2 separate regions of the Bombyx mori genome follow, and region 2 is linked to region 1. A link is a contact called in public Hi-C data. All regions are on one chromosome and are shown on one strand. Each heading gives the region's core, a stretch centred on a gene start, on an enhancer-like site or on the middle of the called end of the contact. The rest is flanking DNA. Distances are from core to core; before and after follow the strand shown.

Region 1 (2,823 bases), core at 165-2,664:
CGTATTAATATATACCTAGATAATTAAAATAAAATGGGACTAGTAGTGACATCTTTTGCAAGAGTAGATACAACTTAGAAGAAACTCACTACTTGCACAATAGATGACAGTAAGAGACAATTGATATATTGAACCTAAATTTTCTGTACGATTTAATGAATACAACACGGGATCATTAGGAAGCCACGTAATTTAGTAAAAACCCAGAAATAAATTTGACATTTTATTATAACAAGTTTTGACTTTTTTTTTTTTTTCGAATACTATGAATTGTGACCGAAGTGTTAGATTCTTTGATTGTCTTTTTTATTAATATCACAGTTACATATTACAATAGGTTTACAATGATGCATTACGTGAATTCTTGTCAATAATTTTACTGATATTATAAGTTGGAAATTGAAGCGGTTCGCGACCTCAATAGCAACAGTATTCAAAGGCTATGAGTAGGTATCAATCTATTAATACGAGAATAATGTTCGTCTTTTATTATAATCCAACACTGCTACTAATCCTTTCCTAAACTATTAATTTTTTACTGATGGTAGAACCTCTTGTGAGTCCGCACGGGTAGGTACCACCACTCCGCCTATTTCTGCTGTGAAGCAGTAATGCGTTTCGGTTTGAAGGGTCGGGCAGCCGTTGTAACTATAATGGACCTTAGAACTTATATCTCAAGGTAGGTGGTGGCATTTACGTTGTAGATGTCTATGAGCTCCACCCTCCACTAACCACTTAACACCAGGTGGGCTGTGAGCTCGTACTCTCATCCAAACAATCAAAAATAAAATAAAATAAACCCCATTTTACCTACAGGTCTTATCCCAATTTCGAAAACAGATTGCTATCAGACAGGCGGTAGGAAAATTACACTCCAATCTATTTAAAGCACTCTTTCGATACATTTAGATGCTGCTGTGCCAACCCCAGCACAGAAAAGCAGCATTTTCAAACAAATTTTCAATTTATGCATCATTTCCACGCGCATAGTAGAATATGCGAAACGTGATGATGCGTTTAGCCGTAATTTATTAATAGTATCCACTTATGACGTAACCGAGTAATGGCGGTATAAACAAAGAACAACAGTAATAAATAATTTAGAAGTGAAAACATAGATGAGCTTGTTGTAGGCATTAGTTGCATCATAATTTTATTATCTCGTAATCTATAAATATACTTATTAAAATCAATTTGTGTATGCATGTTAAGTACATCAACAGCTGGATTGATTCAGATAAGTTTTTTAGGAAATTTTTAAGCTGTCCTTACGGGTATCCATGTGAAGTTTGATAACGATTGAATAAAATTCAAGTCAAAGATTGAATCAAAGAAAGAACATCTGAAGTAACAAATATAATACTAACGCCATCTATCGACACTCAAAGAATCTTTGACCACAATTAAACATTACTTTCTATCAATAAAATAGACGCTACATTCTCAATGTACTTCACAATACCATACGTTTTAATTATATGTACTCATAATTTAAAACGCGATCAATGTGTACGTAATCATGTCCAAAGATTCGGATTTTACTAGCTGCCAATTAATTATACGAAACATTATACAAGCTGAAACAAAATTATGATGCCATAATAAATACAATATGTATTAATAACAACGTTGGTAATGTTTATTTGTGATTAGTTGAGGTCATCGGTACAAGGTCTTCCGCTAAAGGACAAGTGAATCAATTTGTGTTCGACTAGAGCAGGTTTGTAGTCTGTTTCCAGGTGCCGTGGTTCTTCATAGATGGCGCTAGGCGCTAGCAAGACATTAGTTATTACTTTTCATCGATATTATTACCAGACAGGCAAATCCTTATCATTGCACGTACGGTAAGTATAGACTATAGTTATGTATACAATCCAAACATTCATTACTATATAATTCATACAAATAGCCGGAGAAATCTGTTCTCTAACTACAATTTAAAGTCACAGCTTATAAACGTAAACCATTTGGAATATTAACGGTTAGAGTGATTTCTATCGACAACCTTGTTTAAAGCTGTATTATTACGCACAAAAAGGACAGTGATTTTCCTGGAATGATTTTATATCAAATGCTGTGAGAATTTAAGCGGCCTAGATACCTACAACAATATTCAATTACAAAGAATCTTTGAAAGTATAATATCTTCTAAAATAATTCTAATAATCTTCTAATTCAAAATATGCCTAATTGGTTTTCGTTTTCAACAACCTCGGGGTGAAAATAATGTTTTAGTTCGTATCTGAAATTGATCAGCTACCTGTTGCCACGGAAAATCTTTGCGTTAATACAAAAATCTTTATGAGTATGTAATTTGGATTCCAAATCGTTTCACAGAACAAAAGTTGTATATTGAAGAAACTAGATGGCGTTAGTTGTAAAACAAAAAATTCTAGACATTCTTACAGTATTTTTCCATTCTACAGACTATATATAGGCTAGGTAAGCGTGCGAGCGTTATAAAAGATAAAAATTAGTATTCTGTTCATTACCCTCATGTAATTTTACTCTGTGTCACTAAAATAAGTCTACGATTCATCACTGCGAGGTTGTCTTCGGTCTTTAATGAAAAGTAAATGTCAGGAAGCAAGTAAAATTAAGATTGATCGCGTTTATTTTAGGAATTGATAGTGAACAACTTTCTAAAATCTTTAATAAGCAGACGAGCCTGTGCGATAATGAGTGTTCATGGATGGTCATGGACAACAGAAATGCGAAGGACAACTGAAATACTACCTACTACTGTAAATTAAAAACATCTTATAGGTTGCTTATTTACAATTAATAGATGTGATTTACTTTTAGGGTACTACACGTGTCTAC
Region 2 (2,823 bases), core at 217-2,716, 100 kb before region 1:
ATGTACCATTTAATTGTTTTCTAACATTTTCTCATTAGTGCGGTTGGGTATATTTTAAACTCATAATTCATATTTCATTTTTGTCAAATAATGTCATATCCAATTATTTTTGTTTTTGTCATAAGTTCTTACTATATTTGTACTTATTGCATTAACGATATTCGCTAAAGAATTACATCTTGAAAAAATTAAAAAATCCAAAAAAAAAATCAAGTTCGTACTATATTATGTTTGGCAATCGATCAATCGTAATATAAAATACTATTTTGAACTATCATTGATCCGAAACATCTAAGGATACGTTTTTGACAAAATTGTCAAGAAATTAAGTCTGCATTAGTATTGGTAGAGGGGACAAACTAACATCTGGGTGGGGAACACCATTCTATTGCAGACTTAATAAGTAACACGATGTAAATAAGCCCATCAGACATTGCCGAAATTTTTGATCAAAAATTATAATGTGTATTGGGGTTATTTATAACGAAGTTAGCATTATTCAATACACTTGATCATTGTAATTTTAGAATCTGACATCCTTATCAGTGACAAGTGTAATGAAAGTTAGTTGTCCCCTAAATTTTTTTTCTCTTATTTGTAAGCCACATGATTACTAGTAAGTGGCAAATGAGCTTTTCTTCTGTATGTAATGTAAAGGTTATTCCAATATAATCAACTTTTAAATTTGCGTGTATCTGAAATCTTCATTAAAAAAAAAACAAATTTCATTTGTGAAAACAAAATTAACACAAAAATAAGTTTGGACACGTAGCAAAGTCAGCACACGAAAAATTTGCCTGTAGTTTAACAAGATTTTTAGCTATCACGACTGTAACAAGTGGGCCTGTAACCGATCGACGTTGGTTACATGCGCGTTTGCTTTGAATTTCAAATTATATGTAATTTTTGTAAACTGGAAATGAGTAGTCTTTCAAATTTAAATCTATCGCCGGGGTAGGAGCCAGTGAAGGGATTTCGCGTTTTAGTATTTCAAACCAAAAAACGTACCTGTTAAATTCTCGTCTAAAGTAATTGGACCTTATTTTGCTTTTGTAAAAATTGTAAAACTAGCTAATAAATCATTTAAGTTTAGTTTAGATGTTATCCCTGAAAATAGTTACCATTTGCCTAATCATTAGGTTGTGCTCGCTACTCTGGTTCTTGCCACCAATGAAAATAAAAATATACATCCAAATTGTTTTTTTTATTTTTTACCTTTTCCTATTTTAGATTACTCGAGTTCTTGAAGTTGAAGTGACATTAGGGCCTAAATGGGTAGGACAGGGGTTTCAAAATGTAAATTAGAATAAAAATAAGATGTGGGCGAAGCTGTAGTCGCTTCACTCTAAATCAAACTCACGAGCCTAATATTTGCGTCTCTTTCGTTTGGGTCAGCGAGAACGAGAAAACACCATACAAAAACCACAGTTTACACTTTCATCCATTGAAATGCACGCGGTGCTTCATAAGGAGTGTGACGCCGTTCAAAATACTCGTGAACTGTCCGGTCAGATACAAATAATAATTTCAAAAGTAAACGAATAGTGCAACGAACTGACTTTGTGATAAGTGTCTTTCTTGCAAGCCTAATTGTATGTGAAGCGATACCGGTTTATTTTATTTTGAACAGAAAGGTAAGGATTTACATTTTTATTTAATAGGTATTTAACTACAAGTGCAGTGAAAAAAAATACTTTACTTAAACATAAAGCTTACAATCGCATCAAACGAAACCTATAATATTCCAGTTAATATTTTTAATTGTAGCCAGGCTTTAAATTGAATAAATTAACTGTAAACTTGCCATTATTACAAATGTTAGATCGATTAAATTATGATTTCATTATTGTATCATTAAATAGACAATACATCAGTTTTAGATCTGTTAGGTTTATATCACTTTATTGTAAAAATATTAGAAATCTTAAAACAGCATGTTCGCGAGTATAGCCTAGCAGCTTCCATCATCCTCGTTTCCGTATATGGTACTACAGAAACTTTTAGACACCTTTTGGTTTTAGACTTTTTTGCCTTCATCCTAAACTTGATACCAACATTTTAAAATGTCTGCCAATATTAAACTGTAAATCCGAATTGTACTGTTTTAATTTAACAAGATTACCTAAATAAGATATTTCTAAATACGGGTCGTTAAAAAGAACTTTTAGTCAGACTTTCAAAAAGCACTTCGATAACTTTTATTTGTTTCACAGCTAATATGGGTAGGTTAGTACTTACTGAAATAAAGTAGGTATTCAAATAAATTATTTTGGGCTAGACAAATACCTAATAGCAGATGAATATCAAAAAGGATTCCAAATGTCTTATTGTCGAGCAATATTTTGTCCTGCCTCAAAATCCAAGTTAACTGAGTAGTACGCAAGAGTTTAGAAGTAAACAGAATGACCATTAGATAAAAGATTATTAAAGCTAAAATTTAATTCATATGTGTAACCAAATAGCACTTACTAATACACTCAAATCCAGTCACACGTGTTGCCAAGGCTAGATCTAGATTCGTTTCTAAGGCGACTAGCTGGTGTCCTGGGTACTATTGTTAACGTCTCGCTCGAATATGTCTCACTGACATATTGTACAGGCTGATTTATTATTCTCATTTCATATAATTGATACAAGCTAGCCTATTGTCAAAGTAGGTACTCAAAGATTTGAACTTTAACGCTGTAATTATTTGCGGAGTGCTGATATAAATATTTTGAAATACATATACTTAAACTAGAATTCTTCTTCGGCTTTAAATTTATTGTATCTGTGTGTTTTAAGCAAAATACCGTTAACGATGTTTTTATTAGGAAGTTACAA

What was found. Hi-C and Micro-C count contacts between places; a contact is called where the count stands out from the background.
Region 2: a contact with region 1 is called in a Hi-C map of midgut, with 2.1 times the contacts expected there. The contact joins the promoter of LOC100174824 here to the enhancer-like site in region 1. A contact is called at or near these places in 2 of 7 Hi-C or Micro-C datasets (midgut and posterior silk gland).

Annotation. Positions count from the first base shown.
Region 1 is chr23:12,581,937-12,584,759 of ASM3026992v2, reverse strand. All of the region lies in intron 10 of LOC101738187 (ionotropic receptor 25a), which reads right to left. Among protein-coding and RNA genes, the nearest start is that of LOC101738187, 13 kb to the right of the region's middle. Within about 2 kb of position 1,414, at least 7 of the 8 cell types and tissues checked have open chromatin away from gene starts, as enhancers often do.
Region 2 is chr23:12,685,023-12,687,845 of ASM3026992v2, reverse strand. LOC100174824 (fez1) reads left to right here and starts at 1,466. Exons shown (of 7, transcript NM_001130878.1): 1 at 1,466-1,634. It overlaps LOC101738318, which reads left to right. Exons shown (of 4, transcript XM_021352237.3): 4 at 1-1,195.